4 separate regions of the Mus musculus genome follow, and regions 1, 2 and 4 are each linked to region 3. Evidence: chromatin contacts called from public Hi-C and HiChIP or PLAC-seq data. All regions are on one chromosome and are shown on one strand. The core of a region is the stretch at or near the end of the contact, and the rest is flanking DNA. Distances in the headings are between cores, read along the strand shown. Region 1 overlaps Herc4 (hect domain and RLD 4). Region 2 holds the start of Ddx50 (DExD box helicase 50). Region 3 holds the start of Hnrnph3 (heterogeneous nuclear ribonucleoprotein H3). Region 4 has its middle 20 kb from the start of Dnajc12.

Evidence for each region. Hi-C and Micro-C count contacts between places; a contact is called where the count stands out from the background. HiChIP or PLAC-seq counts read pairs in DNA pulled down with a chosen protein or histone mark.
Region 1: an H3K4me3 HiChIP or PLAC-seq map of fetal liver shows a contact between it and region 3, with 4 times the contacts expected there. The contact joins the enhancer-like site here to the promoter of Hnrnph3 in region 3. A contact is called at or near these places in 8 of 39 promoter capture datasets (3T3-L1-derived adipocytes, embryonic stem cells, hippocampal neurons and 3 more), 1 of 484 Hi-C or Micro-C datasets (embryonic stem cells), 7 of 115 datasets of contacts at active chromatin or transcription factors (embryonic stem cells, epiblast stem cells, fetal liver and 1 more) and 4 of 9 other capture datasets (adipose tissue, embryonic stem cells, liver and 1 more).
Region 2: a contact with region 3 is called in a Hi-C map of natural killer cells, with 9 times the contacts expected there. The contact joins the promoter of Ddx50 here to the promoter of Hnrnph3 in region 3. A contact is called at or near these places in 1 of 39 promoter capture datasets (hippocampal neurons), 12 of 484 Hi-C or Micro-C datasets (CD4 T cells, the N1E-115 cell line, double positive thymocytes and 7 more), 7 of 115 datasets of contacts at active chromatin or transcription factors (astrocytes, effector CD8 T cells, embryonic stem cells and 4 more) and 3 of 9 other capture datasets (adipose tissue, liver and pancreatic islet).
Region 4: a contact with region 3 is called in an H3K4me3 HiChIP or PLAC-seq map of embryonic stem cells, with 3 times the contacts expected there. The contact joins the enhancer-like site here to the promoter of Hnrnph3 in region 3. A contact is called at or near these places in 16 of 39 promoter capture datasets (the 3T3-L1 cell line, 3T3-L1-derived adipocytes, the C10 cell line and 11 more), 15 of 484 Hi-C or Micro-C datasets (B cells, the C10 cell line, CD8 T cells and 11 more), 13 of 115 datasets of contacts at active chromatin or transcription factors (the NIH/3T3 cell line, the SCID.adh cell line, bone marrow-derived macrophages and 8 more) and 2 of 9 other capture datasets (adipose tissue and liver).

The regions. Positions count from the first base shown.
Region 1 is chr10:63,281,396-63,284,095 of GRCm38.p6, forward strand. Herc4 (hect domain and RLD 4) reads left to right here. Exons shown (of 25, transcript NM_026101.4): 9 at 1,786-1,946. Among named protein-coding and RNA genes, the nearest start is that of Gm51767, 5.4 kb to the left of the region's middle. Within about 2 kb of position 1,261, at least 7 of the 459 cell types and tissues checked have an H3K27ac peak or open chromatin away from gene starts, as enhancers often do. A contact at or near this core is called in fetal liver, where this site is marked.
Region 2 is chr10:62,649,903-62,652,602 of GRCm38.p6, forward strand. Ddx50 (DExD box helicase 50) reads right to left here and starts at 1,316. Exons shown (of 15, transcript NM_053183.3): 1 at 1,123-1,316. The coding sequence starts at 1,209.
Region 3 is chr10:63,022,499-63,025,198 of GRCm38.p6, forward strand. Hnrnph3 (heterogeneous nuclear ribonucleoprotein H3) reads right to left here and starts at 1,351. Exons shown (of 10, transcript NM_001079824.1): 1 at 1,222-1,351. It overlaps Pbld2 (phenazine biosynthesis-like protein domain containing 2), which reads left to right and starts at 2,014. Exons shown (of 10, transcript NM_026085.2): 1 at 2,014-2,238.
Region 4 is chr10:63,365,401-63,368,100 of GRCm38.p6, forward strand. No RefSeq gene overlaps it. Among named protein-coding and RNA genes, the nearest start is that of Dnajc12, 20 kb to the right of the region's middle. Within about 2 kb of position 1,296, at least 14 of the 459 cell types and tissues checked have an H3K27ac peak or open chromatin away from gene starts, as enhancers often do. A contact at or near this core is called in embryonic stem cells and epiblast stem cells, where this site is marked.

The DNA of each region.
Region 1 (2,700 bases), core at 11-2,510, 260 kb after region 3:
ACCCCTGCTCCCTGGTGCTGGCAGTACACAAGTGCCACCATGCCTAAGTTTCCACTTTCTCTCCTGATTTTAGTAGTTTGAATTATCTTTCTAAGTCAATCTAGTCTGTAGTTGATTAGATACTTTTAAAAGTTGTTTTGTTTTAAGTCAGGCTCTCTGTTGCTCTCTGTCTGTCCTGGAACTCTGTATTGAGTTAACCAGACCTCTGCCTCCCAAATGGTAATACTAAAGACTTGTATCACCAGACTTGGCAATTTAAGGCAAACAATAATAATTGTATCAGATTCTGCCAGTACAGTCCTTACCCAGATGAGAGACAGATTCTCAGTACTTACTACTTATCTGTTTTCCCAGAATCTACTGTCCAGTTCCTTTTTTGAAAACTTGACCTCCTTGCTTTGTGATGACACAGTTGCTATAAATTATGTATTTATATCGCTTCTTAAAAGTGCTGTCACATTAAACTTTTTTTTTAAGATTTACTTATTCATTATATGTAAGTACACTGTAGCTGTCTTCAGACACTCCAGAAGAGGGAATCAGATCTCATTACAGTGGTTGTGAGTGATCATGTGATTCCTGGGATTTGAACTTAGGACCTTCGGAAGAGCAGTGTGCTCTTAATCACTGAGCCATCTCTCCAGTCCACCTCATTAAACTTTTATTGATAAATTATTTATGTTCATAGGTGTATCTGTGGCTTTCTTTCTGTTAGTTGTGCAAACCATGTATATAGTTGTCTTAATGTGTTGGCTAGTATGCTAGTCTAATCATTAAAGTACTGATAATCAGGCATGTTTTGTTTCTTTGTTGGAAAACTCAGTATTTCACATTTAAGTAGTATGTCAGTCATAGATTTTTGTAGGTTTTTGTTTTTGTTTGGTCTGTTTTTGGTTTTGGTTTTGGTTTTTCGATACAGGGTTTCTCTGTATATCCCTGGCTGTCCTGGAACTCACTTTGTAGACCAGGCTGGCCTTGAACTCAGAAATCCTGCCTGCCTTTGCCTCCCAAGTGCTGGGATTAAAGGCGTGCACCACCACCGCCCAGCTGTTTTTGTTTTTTTAAACAGGGTTCCTCCTTATAGCTCTGGCTATCCTATAACTCTATATAGACCAGGCTGGGATCTGTCTGTCTCTGCCTCTTATGTGCTGGCATCAAAAGTGTGCACCACTGTGCCCAGCTATTTTTGTAGGTAATCTTTATCAAACAATTTCTAGTTTATGTCTTGTTTATTTTCAGTGCTATCGATTGGTCCCAGGGTCTTATCTGTGATAGCAAGCACTCTGTCTTTGAGGGATATCCCAGCCTATTCCTAGTTGCTCTTCGTGGACCTGTTAAGATGATTTGTGATTTTTATTAAGTGTGTGTGTGTGTGTGTGTGTGTGTGTGTGTGTGTGTGTGTGCATATTTAGAGGCCAAAACAGGACATTGGGTATCCTCCTCTCTGTCACTCAGTGCTGCATTGCCCTGAGACGGGGGCTGCAGTGGGCTGGAAGGAAGTTCAGTATTTCAGCAAAACTGGCGGTAGCTAAAGCTCTCAGGATCAGCGTGACGTTCCTACCCCCATGCTGCATTCACAGGCACTCTGCCATTCCTACCTGGCTGTCGACAGGATTCTGGGTGCTCTGGCCAGTTCCTGGTGCTGGATGATGGTGCAGACACTCATTTCCCCCCAGCCATTTTCCCAACCCTGGTTTATTTTTAAGAGGATCGTGTTGGTTAATTTGTACTTTAATTCTTTGGAATTTAACCTTAAGTCAGAAGTTTTCTGTCATTTTATTCTAGGCAGCATACCTCTGCATTTGTTCCTTCTTCAGGACGAATTTACTCCTTTGGTCTTGGTGGTAATGGGCAGTTGGGAACTGGTTCAACCAGCAACAGAAAAAGCCCTTTCACTGTAAAAGGAAACTGGTTTTCTTATAATGGACAGTGTCCACAAGATATTGGTAAGTGCTACTGTATTTAACGTGTGCTACATATATTACAGCTCTTATTAAAATGCTGGTCTTCTGTGTTTACATGAACTGTTAGTAAAGTAACAGATTAGGAGTATAGTGCTAAGAGGAGGAATATTGAGTTTATCTATCCTGGACTCATGGTAAGACCCCAAAGGCATGTGTGTATGTTATCTACATCTATACATGCAGAGAAATTCTGGCCGGGCAGTGGCTGCACACACCTTTAATCCCAGCACTTGGGAGGCAGAGGCAGGTGGATTTCTGAGTTCGGGGACCACCAGGGCTACACAGAAAAGCCCTGTCTCGAAGAAGGGAAAAAAAAAAGAAAAGAAAAAGAAAAAGAAACTCGGGTCATACAGAAACTCGGGTTCCAGTGAAAAGGGTGATTTGAACTGATGTCAGTACATAAAACAAGATTTCCTAATTGAATTGTTTTAAAATTAAGGAGTTGTGTTATCACATTGTTTTGTAGCACTCTGTGGATCTCTTTTCAGTTTGCAAAACTAAAACTTTATAGTCATTTAAGCAAATGTACTGGCTGGTTTTGTGTCACTTTGGCACCACAAGCTGGAGTCTTCAAAGAGGGAAGGGTCCTCAGTTGAGGAAGTGCCTCCAAGAGATAAAAGTGTAAGGCAAGCCCTTCAGGGCATTTTCTTAATTAGTGTTCAGTTGGGGGCAGGCCCAGACCATTGTGGGTGGAGCCATCCCTGGGCTGATGGCCCTGGGTTCCATGAGAAAGCAG
Region 2 (2,700 bases), core at 66-2,565, 370 kb before region 3:
ACTGAAAAATGGAACTCTCAAATGTAAATTCCAAATTTAGTACGTTCTACAAAAACAGAAAAACGAGAGTTGGGAATAGAGCTCAACGCTGGGCATTTGTCGGGCATAGTGGTGGCCTCACTTCAATGCCCACTGGGAAGGTGACATAAAAGGGTGGCTAGAATTTAAAATTTACCTTCGTGGTAGGTCCTAGGGGGTGTTTCCTCATCTCTAGCACTCTACAGAGTAAATATTTTATCAAGTGTCATCTTTCCCACAGTCATTTTCATCCTCATTCAGCTTTCTTTCTCCAGGTCAAATGTCTCCAGTAAAAATTTTACCTCTGCATTTTTTCTTAACACCATAAGATCCTCTATTTTTCGGGTTCTTTCTTTCTTTCTTTCTTTCTTTCTTTCTTTCTTTCTTTCTTAATGTCTTGGACGGAGGTGGGGATAGAACCTCTACAGGCTCCTGGTGGGCAGGGACTATTCTGCATACTTAATTAGTTTTATCTCCTCGGTCCTCAGCTAAGAGTCTGGCACGATTAGCCTCAATAAAAACCACAGTGGATTGAAAATACTGACAGTAAGGGCTATTCGTAATACAACCCCCACGAACTCCATCACAGCCAACCCCTGGCAAGCCTGGCTTTGACACTGTTCCTTAAGCCTCTATTACCCAATCATGGAGGATTGTAACCCCCTAGGATAGCTTTTCCCGAGACTGCTGCAGACACGACACCGCGACCGGGAGGCAACACATAGGCAAAGCCATCATCATCTCTGTCTCAACTCTTCGAAGGCCCCGGAAAACCAAATGAAGGGACTCGCCGCCTAAGAAAGGGAACACGAGCAGATTCCACGGCGATGGGAGCTCAAGTCTGCCCATCTCTCGGGAGAGATCCGGGCGCAGAGGCCGACGTGGGGCTGAAGTACCACGGAAGCCGGGCCGTTCTCCTCCAGGTCCGGGAGTGCGGCGATGGGGAATGGTCCCTGGGACCTCGGAGGGCTGAGCTCGGCGAAGGGGAAGCTGTCCCTCGGAAACTCGCCCCCGGTCCTGACAGGTCTTTCCCCTTCCTAGACAGCTCCCCTCCCCGCCCAGGCCAGCGCAGCCCGAGGGAGGCGCGGCCCAGCCGCAGCACACCTTTTGCCGCTCCTTCCTCTGGCTCTCGGACTCTTCCAAGGGTGCCTCGAGCTCCATTATGTCTCCCCAGAGGAGTTTCCCGGGCATTACTGGCCGTCGCAACCTCCCGCCCGGCTGCGGTGGCCGCGACCACCTACGGCCACCGAGAGCGTGAAAGGAAGCGGGGGCTGGGCGGCCCCGCCGGCCAGGACCGTGCGTCACTTCCGGGCCACGCACCTCGCGGCGGGAGCAAAGCAAGCCGGAACTCTACAGGAGGAAACTCTCCCAGAGAGTCGCAGCCTCCCTCGGCCAATGAAAACCTGAGTGGCCCCGATGGGCCCGCCCACGGTCTGAAGTGACAGGCTTCTCCAGAGCACGGGCCAATCTCCAGGAAGGACGCTCGCCTCCCCTGGCGCGGCACGCAGAATTCCAAGTGTTCCCCTCCCCCCGCTCGGAACGCCTCCCTTCCCAGCATGCCCTGCAACGCTCGCGCAGCCCCCTCGCAGGCGGCGGGGAGCGAGGGGCTGACGCGCGACGCAGCGGCTCGTGGGCAAGCACGAGCTGAGGCCGGCGGGAGCGCCACGCGCCGTACAGCCATTCGCCGCCGGAAACTGCAGCCCTCCGCCCCGCCCCCGCCCCGCCCCGCCCCCCGCAGTGGGTGGAGCGTTAGCCTGTAACGGTACCTGGGCATTGACGTCGAGGCTTCCCGGGGTCAGCAGAATCTGCAGGGGTCTGAAGCCGAGGGGCCGCCTCAAGGATATTAGCTCCTTATGCAGGCGTTAAGTTATGGCTTCACTTTTAGTTCTCACGTATCCCAGAAGAAACCAAACCCACCCGAGAAGCGAATTTATTTGTCCAAACTCAGTAGCGCTTGTAAGACTTGAAAAGTGATCGGAATCCGCGATGGGCACAGCGCTCTCACAGCTGTAATTTCCCAGAGTTGCAAGGCGAATGCTCGCTCCTATGAAACAGAATAGGGAAAAATCTAAAGGATAAGAAAAGCAAGTCCAATGTGTCTGACAGATGACCTGCTTGTAATACGTACATTTAATCTTAAGGTTCAGGATTAACTGCCTCTGAGGTACAAATTTATATGAAAGATATCAGTGTCAGCGAATTGACTTCTTGGTCTTTATGTATATTCACAAAGATTGGGCTCGATCCCCTGTACCTCACAGACCAGGCAAGCCTACTACCAATTGAACAACAATCCCAGTCCTCAAACCTTGTTTATCATGTTCTCTTTATTCAGTCAATCAGCTATTACATTCCTGAGGGAAGATGACACCAAACCTAGATGTAGGTACAGGGCATTCTTGCAAACTACATAATGTCTAGTGTAGCAGTCTTGTAATCTGAGCCTCAAACACAGGCCTTAAAAAAATTACAGCTACACGTCCTGAGTTCTATGATTAGACTTAAATAACCGGGACCACAATATTTTAAATTTGTGATAGCTTCCAGAATTCTATGAAAATAAGGACTGGCTTAACATCAATGACTTTGTCTGAATGTAGTCTTATGGATTCAGTTTTATAACACCAGGTGTGTTCAAGGAATGATGGTGAAAAAGGCTTTTCCCACAAGTTGGATGAATAG
Region 3 (2,700 bases), core at 101-2,600:
ATGAGCAAGTTAACTTTCAGGCCCAAATGTGCTTTTTTTTTTTTTTCCTTTTTAACCCATTTTCAATGAAAATTAATGACAGTTCCAATTTAAGGACCCAAAACGCGTCAACTAGGTACGCGATTCGGCTTCCAATTTAAGGACCCAAAACGCGTCAACTAGGTACGCGATTCGGCTTCCACTTTAAGAGACCTATTTCGGCTTCAAAACACCACAGTTCGATACAAGTTTTAAACATGCTCAGCCATCAAATGAAACGAAATGCACTGGGCTTTCGGCCTTAATTACAAAACGACACAAAACACAACTCCTGGAGAGTTAACTACCCCAAACACAACTTAACTCTCCACCCTTGCCTAAACGCAGCACCTTCGCAGTTCACCTGGCCCGGACCTGTTTGAAACACACCCACTTTGCACTATTCCTATTAGAAAAGCCATGCACTTCTCTTCCAAAATGAAAAGTCTTGGTCGACACCTAAGAGGGGGACATGGGGTAGGTGGGTGGTAATTCTTTGGAGATGCGCAACGGACTCTCTCCGCAGTTCCAAATAGGGACTAAAAGGTCGGCTAAGCGTCCTTTGCCTCCTCCCGGAGATTTTCCGTTTGCCCAGCTCGCCCTAGAGACCCGGGAGATAGGGGACAGTCCGCCTCCGGCCCCCGGCCAAGGCCATCGCAACCGAGCGGCGGAATTACAAAGGAGGACCGCGGCCGCCTTTGTCCTGCATCTGGCATCGGAGCGCCCTCGTCGTCACTGGCTTCTCCTTCCCCCGCCCCCAGCTCCCCCTGTCTCAACCCTGGAGTCTGCGTCAGCAGCCCCTCGCAGCCCCGCCGGCCCCAGGTAGTCCCTTCGAGAGCACCGGAGGCCCCGGTGGGTGGCCGGGCCCGCCGAGCGCCATTTCCACCCGGAGCGCGTCCCGCTTTCCCGGCTCGCTGAGCTCCCCACCCTCATCCCTACCGGAGAGCTCGGATCTCCCGCCCGCACTCTCTCCTGCCGGACACTTTCCCGTAAGCCGGAGGCGACAAAGTAGCCCGAGCGGGGGAAAGGCGGGAAGGCGACCCGACCGCTACCGGCCCCCAAGATGGCGGCAGCCGAGCGGCGGGGGAGAGCGAGCGAGCGGCCACTCCGCGTTCCCTCACCCGCTCCCGGGCTCTTCGTCCTTCTCCCGACTCCGCTGTCGGCACCGCCGGCCCAACCTACCCCCCCTTCTACTTCAGATACCCTGTGGGGCGTAAGCAACGCCTACACCGACGCTCGCGCGGGTCTGGTCGCGGGCAGGGACGCCTGGCTCGCCCGCTGCTGAGCGCTCGCCACAACGGTTCGGCTCCCTCGCTCCCCTCAACCGTCTCCCGCCGCGCCAACCGCTCTAGGAGCTGCGCAGCCGAGCGACTGCCGAGGGGGGATGGGAGGGGGGCGAGAGAGAGGGAGGGGGCAGGGCCGACTGCCCAGGCCCACCCCCTCTCTGCCGCGCTGCTCTCGCGATACTTGAGTGACAGCGTGGTCTCCCAGGGGGCGGGGCGCAGCGCACCTGCGCACTCGGGACCTGCCCGGTTGCCACCGTGGTGGGCGTGGAGTCGCAGCGAGTGGGCTGTGGCGGACTCCGTTGGCTCCCGCCGACCGACCAACCCTCTGAACCCCGGAGCTCACGTTTGTCCCTCCCCACGGGCCTCTGAGGAGCCGTGGTCACGCGGTTTGCTAAGTTTCTTATCTGCTCCACTGGGAATAGATCCCACAAAGGCCCCCGCGCGGAAGGAGCCACGTGGTTTCTGTCACCCCGCCCCCCAACCCGGGGACGGCTTTGCTGGTCCACCATATTTGCATTATGCAATCAGAAAAAAAGATGAATGTTGCGCCTGCGAAGATACAAAGCGTCTAAACCCAGCAGGATTCCCGTCCTAGCCTGGGGCATCCCCTTTGTTCCCCTGCGTAGGCAGCCTTGGCGCCTTGATTGGTTTCCTACCTGCCAGGTTCGGTTTTTCTCTCCATTAAACCCGGGTGACGGGTCTGTGGTTCACGGCAATAGACTTTATCTAAGTAAGAGTTTGGTATTCCTAAAAATTGTGCTCGCAGGAGACACCTAAAAAAACCGCATGTGGAGGTTCTGTCGTGCTACCAAGATTGCTCCCGACCCGTTTATGGCTTTTTTAAAGTTGTAACACAAATTGCACATGGAAAGGCTGTGGGAAGGTGGAGGGCCACCCTGGTGTTGAGAGACTTGGGAGAGCAAAGCTAATTAAGGTGGGTACGGACAGCAGAGGGCGAAAAGAGGCCGGGCTGGACAGACTAAGGCTGTGAACGTGGATGGGGCTGGGTTGGAATCACCCTTCAGTGTGCATCCAAAGATTTCTTTGTGCTACAAACACTGGGAAGTCCATGTGGAGTGGAGTAGTGGCAGTGTGGAAGGTTGGATTTGATTTACTATGAATTTTTATTTATGTTTATACTAGAGCCAAGAGGCCAATGACTTTCTTGTATGGAAACTTGTATTTCACGGCTTTAATTCATCTTCAAACCTACTTGAAAGTCTTTAGTACTCTACTGATTTTATAGCCCAAAATATCCTTCAGAGAAGGGGGGGGGGGCGCAGTGTGCTTATACTTACAGACAGGAAAATCAAAGTATGTTCTAGAAGCCGTCATAGCTCAGGTTTATTAAGTACTTCCTGAAATGGCATGGTAAGCAGTTCCTTGTCTTTGTTCT
Region 4 (2,700 bases), core at 46-2,545, 340 kb after region 3:
TGTGTACTTCTTACACCTGGTGTATGTTGTAGTAGTAATATATTGTTTAAAGATTTATTTATTCTATGAAGTACACTGTAGCTGTTGTCAGGCACACCAGAAGAGGACGTCAGATCTGAACTCAGGACCTTCAGAAGAGCAGTCGTGCTGTTAAATACTGAGCCATCTCTCCAGCCTCGTTGCTGGGATTTTTTTTTTTTTTAAGACAGGATTTTTCTGTGTAGCCCTGGCTGTCCTAGAACTCACTCTGTAGACCAGGCTGGCCTCGAACTCAGAAATCCGCCTGCCTCTGCCTCCCAAGAGCTGGGATTAAAGGTGTGCGCCCCCCCCCCCCCCCCCAGCGGTTACTGGGATTTTGAACTCAGTCAGGACCTTTGGAAGAGCAGTCAGTGCTCTTAACCGCTGAGCCATCTTTCCAGCCCAATAGTAATATTTTTAATAAATCCTGGCGCGAGGTCCTTCCCACCTTAGACCATTTATGTTCCCAGATGAAAGACACACACACCGCCTTTATATTTTAATATGCCTTAAATAACACAATAGCCGGGCAACTGCCTAACTCTGAGTTACTACTTCTAATCTCTATGCTCCATCTTCGCTGCTCCTAATTCCAATTAGTCAGCCCTCTGGGCCACGTTTTCTTGGCCCGGAACCCAAGGCTCGCCTTGCTTCCCTACCCCATGGCTGCTCTTGTCTCTGTTCTGCACACTCCTGAGGCAGAGCGAGTCTCTCTTCTTCCCTCCTGCTTCCTCCAGGTCCCAAGCCCAGGAACCTTAAATCCTGCCTCTTCCTCTCTTCTCCCCAGCTATTGGCTGCTGGCATCTTTATTTACCAATCAGAATTAACTGGGGCAGTTTCCCAGAAGCTAGGAGTTACCCTCTCAAGTCAACTAACTTAGGGGACCCAAATTAGCATTAGAATACTAACGGCTACAGTACCAGTCAGTCCCAGAAAGATCCTGAACAAGGGAGACTAATGGAGAAGTGTGTGTGTCAAAACTTAAAACAGCTTTAACCAGCAAAACAATGGAAGGCTCAGCTGGCTTTGCCTTGCCTGGGATAGGAATACAGATCCAGCACACCTTTAACAAAATTTGGATTTTCAGTTTTCCTACTCACCAGTATAGCCTCAGGACAAAAGGAGGAGGAGACAAAGGGGCTCCTGCCCTACCCTCATTCATTCATTCATTCATTCATTCATTCACTCACTTATTCCCTTTCAGACCAAAGAGAGCTAGATGTGGAAGACACATCGTCACAGAGCCAATCATAAGGAGACCCAGGGCGCTACCGAGGGGCCGCGCACAGCACACCTCCCTTCACCACGCACCTCGAAACCTGGGGTGTAGAGTCTTGCTGCGGGAGGTGAAGAACTGTTTGATTCATGAGCAGCCACTGTAAAGACAGAAGGATGGACTCTCTGGATATGACGTGGCATGTAGTGATTTCCAACTTCAGCTCTTCATTAAAATCTGAAGCCCTGTTTCAGAAGGCTTAGAGGTTCTAGGGATGGGGTCTCCCGGGCTCACTATTTCAAGTGGCTTCACCGATTTCAGTGGAAGGCGAAGGATGCTTTTGGAAGTGGTTGGGATACCCACCTGTTGTTTTCCTGGCAAATGCTCATTGCCTTAAGAGAACTGTCGTACTCTGTTTTATCTGCCAAAGCGGTTTAAATCGCGAGTCCTCAAGGACATGGCGGGACAGTAGGTCAAACTGATGTTTGGAGTGTTTAGTACACAGAGGCTTGTGAAGGTTTCAGATTTCTTTGTTAATTGATACCACCCCCCCCACCCCCCACCCCCCCCACCCCCCTCCCGCCGCCGAACACTAACTCTGTAGGAACTAAGAAAGTGCTACCCAGCTGTGAGAGGCCACTGAACTGGCCCGTGCGCTTCCTGAAAACAGTGTTTGATGCCAAGGGATCCAAGGCCTCCTCATGGACACTGGTACCCATGAGGACGCTCCTAACTTCTTGACAACAATTTCTTTAACCTCAGTATTAGGTAATTTCAACTCTGAAAACTGCTTCCCTTAACTGCAATCAGAGTGGACTTTCTTGATTTTTGGTCAGAGTCTTGCTATGTTTCTCAGTCTGTTTTGGAACTTGCTGGGTAGCTGCGGGCTGACCTGAAACTTGTGACCCTTCTGTCTCAGCCTCCTGGGTGCTTAGAGTTTTGGCACGTATTACCATGTCTAAGCGAAAGTTATTTTTTAACACTGTGTGTGTGTTGGCGTGTTAACTTACAGACCATTCCATTAGACTCCTCTCAGGGACCTAGCAACAACTTAAGTCATCTGCGGCTGCTAGGTTATGGGCTGCCTATAAATGGACTGCCTACCACCCCAGCCCTTTCAGTTTCCCCGTTTTCTCTCTCTGTGTCTTTCTCTGTTCCCGGCATTCTCTCTTGACCTCTTCTTTCCTTCTCTGCCCTCATGGCTCTCTGTCTGCTTCCTGTCTGTCTGCCTGCCTGTCTACATGTCCACTTGTCTGCCTCTTCCCGTCTTCCCAGACCCTCACTCCTTTCCCTTCCCCCAGTAAACCCCCTTTATACCTGATCTGTTGCATGATGTAATTACTCAGGGGCCACACCTTGGCATGGGCCTTGCCATGTACCCCTTTGCCAAATTATATTTCATACATACACACACACACACACACACACACACACACACGATATTGGAGATAGGGTCTTATAGAATC